Regions from separate parts of the Mus musculus genome. Here regions 2 and 3 are each linked to region 1. A link is a contact called in public HiChIP or PLAC-seq and Micro-C data. All regions are on one chromosome and are shown on one strand. Each heading gives the region's core, a stretch centred on a gene start, on an enhancer-like site or on the middle of the called end of the contact. The rest is flanking DNA. Distances are from core to core; before and after follow the strand shown.

What was found. A called contact is a pair of places that touch in the nucleus more often than the background predicts. HiChIP or PLAC-seq counts read pairs in DNA pulled down with a chosen protein or histone mark.
Region 2: a Micro-C map of muscle stem cells shows a contact between it and region 1, with 5 times the contacts expected there. The contact joins the enhancer-like site here to the promoter of Eif4g2 in region 1. A contact is called at or near these places in 1 of 39 promoter capture datasets (the 3T3-L1 cell line), 1 of 15 datasets of contacts at CTCF or cohesin (the NIH/3T3 cell line), 1 of 484 Hi-C or Micro-C datasets (muscle stem cells) and 1 of 115 datasets of contacts at active chromatin or transcription factors (bone marrow-derived macrophages).
Region 3: a contact with region 1 is called in an H3K4me3 HiChIP or PLAC-seq map of pro-B cells, with 3 times the contacts expected there. The contact joins the enhancer-like site here to the promoter of Eif4g2 in region 1. A contact is called at or near these places in 9 of 39 promoter capture datasets (the 3T3-L1 cell line, 3T3-L1-derived adipocytes, the C10 cell line and 4 more), 1 of 484 Hi-C or Micro-C datasets (pre-B cells), 2 of 115 datasets of contacts at active chromatin or transcription factors (large pre-B cells and pro-B cells) and 4 of 9 other capture datasets (adipose tissue, embryonic stem cells, liver and 1 more).

The regions. Positions count from the first base shown.
Region 1 is chr7:111,081,492-111,084,749 of GRCm38.p6, reverse strand. Eif4g2 (eukaryotic translation initiation factor 4, gamma 2) reads left to right here and starts at 1,720. Exons shown (of 22, transcript NM_013507.3): 1 at 1,720-1,965; 2 at 3,117-3,243. The coding sequence starts at 3,203.
Region 2 is chr7:111,365,948-111,369,205 of GRCm38.p6, reverse strand. No RefSeq gene overlaps it. Among named protein-coding and RNA genes, the nearest start is that of Gm33145, 82 kb to the right of the region's middle. Within about 2 kb of position 1,770, at least 44 of the 459 cell types and tissues checked have an H3K27ac peak or open chromatin away from gene starts, as enhancers often do. A contact at or near this core is called in muscle stem cells, where this site is marked.
Region 3 is chr7:110,822,847-110,826,104 of GRCm38.p6, reverse strand. It overlaps Rnf141 (ring finger protein 141), which reads left to right. Exons shown (of 6, transcript NM_025999.3): 4 at 707-888. Among named protein-coding and RNA genes, the nearest start is that of Rnf141, 20 kb to the left of the region's middle. Within about 2 kb of position 1,749, at least 125 of the 459 cell types and tissues checked have an H3K27ac peak or open chromatin away from gene starts, as enhancers often do. A contact at or near this core is called in 3T3-L1-derived adipocytes, the HPC-7 cell line, adipose tissue and 2 more, where this site is marked.

The DNA of each region.
Region 1 (3,258 bases), core at 471-2,970:
AAGCCCTTTTTAAAATGTGTGTGTATAAGTGAGCCTTCTCTCTTTATTCCATGTGGGACTGGAGACTGAGCTCAGTCATGAGGCTTGGCAGCACGTGGTGCTGTTCGTTACCAGCAGCACCACCTTGCTGTCCCTTTTAACATTTTTTTAAATTCAAGATCCTGTTTTTAAGACTTTATATTTTAGTTTCTGTTTTATTTATTAGATATATGCATAATATAAATATATTAGGATATATTTACATTCTAGTCCTTTGTATTTAGAATATCCATGTTTTAGACCAAGTGGCTATTTGACACATACACTAGTATAGTGAGTATTGAGTTTTTGGACCACTGTGTTTCTAGCACACAGATGTCTTTAGTGTATCATAATGAATGTAAATCACTTGTGAAAAACTAAAATATCACAGTATATATTTCTACTAGTTATAAAGCCATACAAGTTATATATACAAAGCAAAATCTCTTATATTGAAAAAAATTGCCCCTCTCCTAAAAAATGCTTTTCTTTTTTACACTTAACCCCCAAATAAAAATGGTTTTTACAGTTTTTAGTTTAAGTGAAAGTTTATTTAATAGCATTAATTCTAAGGCAAAGACCTAAGTTTACTAGAATTATAAACCTTCAAAGCCACACTTTTCAGCAGACTTAAATACTAAGGAAAGTACAATTGTCTGCTGAAAATTCTATTTAAGAACTAGGGCTTTCAACACCAAGACATGCCAAATTACGTTTGGGTCTTTGAAAACCCAGCTCTTGGGAATGAATTCCAAGCCATGACTGTTGAAAACACACGTGCTTTAGTTTAGTAACCCATCTTATTGAAAAAAAAAAATGCATGCTTAACAGAGATGGGACATTTCTCGTTTACATACCTTCATTTTTGGAAAGCTAAAATGTTGCATACTGTGGCATACATACATAACCCATCTTTTAAAATACCACCTGGAAGTATAGTTTGAAATGCTTCATTTTCCTATATAGCCCTTAAATAAAATGAAAGCACTGCGCTGCCCGTCTTTAATGTTTGTTAAAAATGAAGGAAAAACTTTAAAAAATGACTTTGCAATTTCCAAATGCCCGCGCTCTGCAAACACTTCTCAAGCCAGCCTAGTATACTGTCTGGGTCAAGCTCGGTGACAGCAGGCCGAGCATTTGAGTTAAAGCTGCCTCTAGCCTGGGATACAAAGCCCTTCCTTTGATCCTTTTCTCGTTACTCTGCAGATGGAGGACCAACAAACAGAACGCATTCCTATCGATGGGCACACGTCCCTCTCTTCAGCAAAGCTCCCAGACGCTAAACCGAGGCCAGGCCGCAAGGCCACGCCGAGCCCTCAGGACGCCAGGCCCGGGCGGGTCAGGGAGGAGAGGCGAGGAAAAGGTTCTTCTATGCAAGCATGAGGCTGGGACTCCGGAACAAAGCGCCGGCCCAGGAAGACCAGGCGGCCCGGCGGCGCACACTCACTGGGCTCCCGGCGCTACGCAAGAGTCCCGCAGCGCGCCGGCCCGCCGCCCTTACGCCACTGGCTTGGCCCCAGAGCCTTCGCGAATATGGCTTTGCGCACTGCGGCGAGGCTGCGCCGCAACCGAGCTTGCCCGCTGGCTCCTCCCCGCCGCCCTGCGCGGATTGGTAGCGGACGGAAGCCCGGCTGCTGATTGGATAGCGAAGGAGCCACTCGGGGAGGCTCTAGTGGGTCGGCCGCCTCAGAGTGATAAGTTGGGCTTCAGACACGCCTCAGCGCCAGCAGCGAGCCGGAGCTCTATGGAGGTGGCGGCGGGTACCAGGTGGCGGCTGCAGCAGCTACTCCTCTGAGCTGAGACTTTCAAGCCGGCCGCGTCTCCTTCCTCCCCCTTCCCTCCCCCTTTTTTGTTTTCCGTTCCCCTTCCCCCTCCCTTCCCCGTCCCCGACGACCGGATCCAGAGGAGGCAGCTGCGGTGGCAGCTGCTGAGTTCTCGGTGAAGGTGAGTGGAGTCGCCGCCGAGCGGAGCCCTCTAAGATGGCCGCCGCCCCTGGCCGCTTCTTGTCGAGTGGAACAAAATGGCGGCCGCAGGCGGAGCCGGGCGGGGCGGCCTTTCCTCTGCCTTTGGGCTACTTAGAAATCTATGGCCTCCGCGCTCCTTCCTGTGTCGACCGAAGAGCTAGGCTGACGTGCGGTCGAGTGGCGGGCGCAGCCGGGATCCTGACGTGGGATCCGGGAACAGCGTGCGAGCGTGGCAGGCCTCGCGCCTCGGCGGGAGGGACGCGGCCCGCGGCAGGGCCCGGCCGTTGGCGCGGGACCAGCGAGGCGGACGAGTCCGGAGCCCGGCCTCCCGGCGGGGAGGAGGTGTGTGGCCCTACTGCGGGATGTCCCACTCGGGCGACGCCAAGAGCGAGTCTCGGTCCCTTTGTGGGCCTTGGCAGCCGAGGCGCTGTCAGCCGGGGGATTTATGGTGGAGGCGGCGGGTGGGCAGGAGGCCGCCTTCCTGCGGGAGAACAAAGGGCCGGCCCGGAGGGGGCGCCTCCCGCCCAGGCCTGGGCCCTCGCTAGACGCCGCTCGGAAGCTGAGCCAGCCTGGGCCTGGGGGAGGAACTCGCTGCTCTTTTGTTCGCGCGGAGTGGGGCGGAGGTGCCTGCTGCCATGTTGTGTTGTGGCCCCGGCCTTCCGGCGGCTTTCCACACGCGCCCTGTGTAAAAGGAAGGGCTTATAAAGACGAGCGGAGGAAAAGCTGCCCAACACCGGGTAGTGAGGCTCTGGCCGGCCTGTCACCACCCCGGCCACCCATTTTAGTACCGCAGACATATCCCTTGTAGCACCGCCGGTCTTGATAGCATTTCTGTTTAATTTTAAAGGCCCCATAATACGGCTGCTTCCTAGGCAGCATCCAGATTTTTTTTCATTTTATTTTTCTCACAAAAGCTGTTCTTTGCATCCTTGAATACTAAGAGAATCCACGGGGCTAAACAGGTTTTATTGTGTATTTGTGGGTTTTGACTTCGTTCTATTTTAGTCTTCTGAGGGCTGCAATGCAGTGAAAGTTCAACCAGCTGCAGTGCTGGGAGCGGAAATAAATTATATTTGAAAGTTTATAGCTCAGTATGGCAGTACCTAATTTTGGTGTTTTCTCTCTTTCCAGGCTTTTCATTTCTACCATCCCCTCCCCTCCCCACCCCATCCATTAATATTATTCTTTTGAAGATTCTTCGTTGTCAAGCCGCCAAAGTGGAGAGTGCGATTGCAGAAGGGGGTGCTTCTCGTTTCAGGTATGGTTTTGGGAG
Region 2 (3,258 bases), core at 521-3,020, 280 kb before region 1:
TCATTCATACAGATTTACCTGGGGTCTAAATTCTGGTCCTCATGCTTAGACAGCAAGTGCTTGAAACACCGAGAAATCTCTCTGGCTCCTTCTTATTTTTTGAGACAGACAGGGGCCTTTTATTGAACCTGGAGTTTATCAAGTTGCCTAGTAACCTGGCTAGTCAGTGTTGTTCCAAGGATCTGCCTGTCTCCATTCGCCTCTCCAGCACTGGAGTCATGCCACCTCACCTTGCTTTTATATGGATGTTGGGATCCAAACTTGTCCACAAGCATGTATGTCAGTCAATTTAAAGACTGAGCCATCTCTTTGGCACTATGGAGCAAACTGTTAACCTGACCCATGAGTCTTTACATGGCCCTCCAAGGCCCCAGACCACCTCCTGCTCTTGGCTGCTCCTTCTCCCAGCCTCCAGCTGCTGTTGAGTAACACTGCCAACTTATCAGTTGTCACATGGTTGTATGTCCACTGACACAAGTCCCCAGTGATGTTCTGTGTGACAGACAGACTGTAACGCTGTTTCTCAAACCATGTAACATGAGCTAATGCATACAAACTTCTACTCAGTTCCTGATCTGTGGCATGGATGTGATCATATTACCTGTAGCTATGGGAGCCCAGGAGAAAAGCCACAAGGAAAACATAACTCTAGGCACATTCAGAAACCCCAGCAGTGGGCACAATTCATTCTCAGGCCTTGCCAGGGTCTTCCTGGGAGCCAGGCCAGGTCTGTATGTACTCCCACAGCTTCTTGTCACAGCAAATCAAAAAATGACTTTGTCTGTCCTTAGATTCCTCATGGCAGAAATCTTGCCTGTTTATTTACTGCAGTCGTAGGGCCTAGCCTTGTTTCTCTTGTGTTCTTTTATTCTGGTACAGTTGGGAGGGTGTGGATACAGGACAGAGCACATACATTCTCTTGCTGTATTTGGAGATGTAGTCATAAGGCAAGGGAAGGAATCCAAAATGTGTCCTGAGGAGATCTAGCAGCTGATGGTCAATCTATGAATGCTCCTTTCTGCCTCCCCAGGCTTATTACAATACATTCTGCATGGCTGTAATGTTATGTCATTTTGTTTTCTGCAACTCAGTGGTAGAGCATATCCATCAAAGGCCAGTTCTTCTCTGTGTTTGAACAAGAGAAAGACCATAGTGATGCTCTGGGAAGATCTTATGCTATGAGTTTAGAGGACCACATTTTAGCCCTGTGTTGTCATTGAGTCTCTGTGTCACCTTGCACTATAACTAGGACCCCAAGACACACTTGACTCACAGCAATTGAAACACTGGGATGTTCACTGAATCCCAGGAAGTAGTAGCTAGCTTACCTGTATACCTTACTGACTCAGGCCTAGGTCCCATAGAATAGTACTCTCATGTAGCATATCCCAGAGAAAGCTAAGGAGGACACCTCTCCCACGGTGGGCCTGAGGCTACCGAGACTGGTAAGTTGTACGGTGATGGTGAGAAGTGCGGATCAAGCTGCAGCCACTGCCAGGCAGGCCACACCGGGAATAACTGTGACAGTAGAACTGCCATGAACTTGGGGAAAGAGCTGGGCTCAGAGATGCAGCCAAGAGAGGCCAAGAAGAAGACTTACTGATGACTCAGTCTCTGAGAATCCACCTTGGTCGTAATTCCCTGCAATTAGAAGCTTGAAAATCCCCCATCTTCCAGCTCTTAAGTGGAGTTCCGGCTGTTTCTATTCCTGGAGCCAAATGGCTGCTGACTAAGTCATCTTCTCATACCAGATGCCAACAGAACAAAACCTTAGCCAATAAGAGGGCTCCACTCATGACAGCTTCATCTGTTTCAAAGACCTCTGTCTTCACCCATCTGTATTAGTCAGCATTCCATCACATAAGGAATTGCCTGAAGTAACCAACTTACAGAGAGAAAAAGTTTATTTAGGTTAATAGTTCTGGAAGCTTTAGGATATGATTGATTGTCCCTGTCACCCTGGGCCTGGGGCAAAGTAGTAAATTGTGGTGGGAGTATATGGGAGCAGAAAACACCACAGCTGGGAAGCCAAAGAAAACTAGAGAAGGGCGGGGCTGGAATCCCAGCATCCTATTCCAGAGTACACTCCCAATGACCTAAGGATGTCCCACTGGACACCACCCCTTAAAGTTCCATGATCTCCCAAAGGCACCATGTTGAGGACCAAGCCCTTATCACATGGACTTCGGCACATACATTCCTGGCAATATCAATATTTTTATTTGACTGCACTAGATCAGAGAAAGGGGCACCTTAGTGTTTCATTATGCAAATGAGGAATCAGATCTAGTGAGGGATGAGTATGGAGTCGCCCAAGGCCTCAGAAGTGCACGTTAGCCTGGCCGTACTCTAGAGGGTCTCTGTGGTGACCTCACAAGGCCCCCTTTCTACAGTGAGATCTATACCTTGAGCCGAAGCTGGTACAAAGTCAAGGTTCTTCGTGGAATTCTACTGTAGAGCAGTCTCAGTTCTTGTGGCAAGTGCCCAGAAAGCATCATGGGAGGAGCCATGGCTGCTGGACTGTGGATGCAGGGGGAAGGAAAGGGAAACAAGCAGTCCTGTCGACTAGGAAACTAGACATGTTCCAGAGGCCCACCAAGCCCCACCCAGCTCCCATGCATGCCCAGAATGAGCACTGCAGCCAAGTGGTTACCCTTTCAAAGCCAGAAGAGAGACCCTGTTGGATGGGACTCACCTTGATGAGTAGTCACGAATACCAGCAGATCCTGTGAAATGTGAGCACCGAGAGAAGTGAGTCCCCAGAAGCATCATCTTGGAAACCAAGAGCCTAAAGTGGCTGAGGAGGTAATTCCAAAGACTTTTCCATTTTCCTAAACTTGCCACCAGAAGAAAACTAAAAGATGACTTCTTGAGGATGCATTCCTGTGAGTGCAAAGCCATGGAGTCTGGAGTTATTTGAACTACATGAAATGTGTACTGTTCAGCTTTGGTGGTCTCTATGGCTACTAAGCCATGGCATGGCACTAAGCAGGCTTGTAACAGAGATTGATGTGGGTTGGCTTAAAGTGCTATTATCCCATTTCTCAGATGGGACATTGGACCTCAAGACCCTGAGGTCAATTACATGGCCCTCTCTCCAGAAACTGGATTCAGGTAGCATGGCTCCACCTTTGGTCCACAGTTGATGCTCTGTTGGCTTGCCTGTGAGCAAAACTAACTCAAAGAGAGGAGGCTGTCAGAGGCCTATAATTTCCTGAGGTCCAAGGTCATGGGCCTAACTCCATAGCCTATTAACAC
Region 3 (3,258 bases), core at 500-2,999, 260 kb after region 1:
TGGTCTTCATGTGAGTCCTCTAACAAATGGAGCCAGGCGGTATTGCTCTCTTTTCACTGCCATTGGATCTCCTCCTACTTGCACTGCCTGGTTGGGCCTCAGCGGGAGAGGATGTACCTAGTCCTGCTGGGACAAGATGCTGCAAGGTGGAGTGGTACCCAAGGGAGGGGCTTCCCTTCTCTGAGGAGAAGAGGAGGGAGAAATAAAGGAGGGATTTGGAAGAGAGGAAGGAGGGGAGCTGTGATCGGATGTAAAGTGAATAAAAAGGAAGGAAAAAGGGAAAATTACTAGCTTGTAATGATAGTACATGCCTGTAATGCTAACAACACTCGGGAAGCTGAGGAAGGGGATCTCCAGTTCTAGGCCGGCCTGGGCGACAGACCAAGCAGATGTCTCAAAAAGAATGAATTAAAACATCACAGTGAAAAGTTTCAGTAATCTCTAAAATTAATTTCTCAACTCCAGGAAAGTCACCTGATGTTTCAACCTGAGATAGGCCAGTACTTGATCAGCCTTGCAGGGTTATTTTAGATATCAGATGGGAAAATTTAGTAAGTTCTCTGATGAACCGCACAACTGAAGAAAATGTATATGTTCTTTTATTTAGACTCCTATTTTTCTAGGTATATTGTGCACTGCAAAGTCTGTTTCCCAGGATATTGACTGACTGCTATGTGTCTATGTTCCCCTCTCCCTTTGTTTCTAGATTAACAAAAGCAGTGGCATTGTGGAAGCATCGCGGATCATGAATTTGTACCAGTTTATTCAGCTCTATAAAGACATCACAAGCCAAGCTGCTGGAGTGCTGGCTCAGAGCTCCACCTCTGAAGAGCCTGATGAGAACCCATCCTCGGTCACATCTTGCCAGGCTAGTCTATGGATGGGCAGGTGCGCGCCACAGGACAATGAGCAGGCAAAGCGCTAAGATCATAGTACACCTTCCCTAGCGCTCTATGACCCCGTCAGTTCTCATGTCTCAGCCTGTGGTAGGCAGGTCAGTTTTAGGTTAGTCTGCCTTCCGTTCATTTCAGTCCCAGATTCGCTGTCAGCTCCCTGCCCAGGAACCCACGCTCTGTCTCTTACGTTTGGATAGGAAATACTGATGCCTTCCCTTTAACAGATTTTTAAACAGTCAAAGTCCTTTATAAAATTAGGTCCAGAACTGGAACCATTCAGAAGTTATTTAATTGGAAGTTAAATTTTTAAACATTGTCTTTAGGCCTTGGTGTCTACTCAGGGAAGAAAAGCAGTGGTGCACGTATGGACGCTGCACAGCAGGAGGAAGTGACGTCAGCTGCAGTTTGCCATGACAGTGCCTGTTCCCTAGGGCCTCATGTATGCTGTTCCTTCTGAGCTCTCCTCCCATGCTTTCGGTGTGTGAAAGCTCCCAACTGTTGCTGCCTGATGATGTGACGTAATTCAGTTTGTAACTACCTCATTGGAAAAAGGCCTCTATGGCTCCAGGCATGCTAACATTCTGTCTCACTGTGACTGGCACTGGTTGGTGTGATGCAGAATCTGCATCAACTGTGTCCTCCTCAGAGGTAGGAGTGTGTCTGACAGGAGTTTCAGTCTATTGCATTGCTTCAGTTACAGCTGCATTTTCCCTTCACTTGTAATCAGCTGGTTTCCTCATCCCGTGCTGTGTAGTTGACTTGTATTTTCCATTTGAACCTCACTGTTAGGTGTACAGTGGGCTCTGTTACCAGCCTGTTGTGTGAGTGTCACTGTGCTGTAGCAGTGCTTAGGCCTGTCAGAGGTCTGATTTTTCTGCTCTTTCCTTGTCTCAGTTCAGAGTGGTAATCTTTTTCTAAGTGTTTTGAAAGCTGAGAGTGGTTTTTTACTTGCCTCTGTAGCCACACCACAGCAAGTAAAAAGTTCCTGTTGCGGTCATCTTCAGGAAAGGGGTGAAAGTGTGACTCAAAGACTGGAAGCAGCGCCAGCTGGTTGGGTGAGCCAGCACTTGGTTTCATGTGTTGTGAGCCTCCAGTGGTACCCTGGGACCCAGGTCATAGAAAAAGGCCTTTGCAAGTAGGAGAGTCTGGGGGCCTTCTGAGTTTTGCTTTATGTTAGATGTGTGGTTCTATTAATGGCTAGAGTTTGTGGAGGACTTGCAGTTCATTAAACCCTGCAGTGACTCCACGGGAATACAGTTGATCAGACGAGGAAGCAGGTTTAGGAGAATAAGTGCATGACTAGACCCTGACATGGCTGAGCCCACTGACACATTTAGCCCATTGCAGCTTAGTGGTTTGGAGGAGGAGCTGGAGATTGGCCAACTCTGTGGTGCTCTGATGCCACTGATCCCAGGGGCTGCTCTGTCTGTCTGCACTATCACGTCTGAGCCATAGTTCACCAAATGGAAGGAAGCCAGCTTGTACTTACAATGCGTTACTACTGTCCCCCACAGCTCTGGGAGATTCACTCCCTCAATGAAGCAATCTTTTTCTCACCCAGATAGCTTTACTAGTGTGAAAGTTTTCCTTTTCCCTTTTACCTCAGAGTAGTCTGACCCTCTGGAGGCAGCACAGCAAAGGCCCTAGAACCAACTGGCCTGTGCTCCAGCCTTCACTCTTCTCTTTCATCAGTTCCTCACCTTTTAAAGAGGATGAGAGCGATGTCATGTGCCCCAGAGGGCTGTCGGCAGTTAATTGAGTTAATAGATGGGACACACAGCGGTATGTGTGGGCGAGTTACCTGTCACCATTATTAGTAAATCATTAGAGTGCCCTTGAGTGCAGAGGCCATGCCCTCTGGAATTCTACCCAACAAGTGTGATCTCTTCTGCCCTTCAAATGTTTGAAAACTCCTCAAATTTCCATTGAGCCTTGCTCTCCACAGTAAGTGTCTCCAGCCTTTGTTCACGTGGTTCTCCGTACCTTAGGAGCATCGAGTGGCTGTCCTGTCCCCGTGGTGCTGGAAAGGTAGCAGACAGTGTGGGCATGGAGTACCTTCCTCCAGCAGTCTCTGTCTCATTCTTCTCGGGCTACAGTGCTGTTTTTATATAGTCATCTGCTCCCAACTCTGAAACTTTCCTGTCAGAACACTCTGTCACTCTTTGGGGAGTCTGTTGTATTTTCTGTCCCTGACACCCTCAGGTGAAAATTTGAAGCCCCAAAGCAGAAATGCTAAGTCAGTGGATCTGAAAAGGCATTAAAATGTTAGATATGTATATAGGTGTTGATATGTTTATTTATATGTGACTGATGTATTGTGTATATGTGTGGATACACAAATGTATGTGTGAGCACACATATC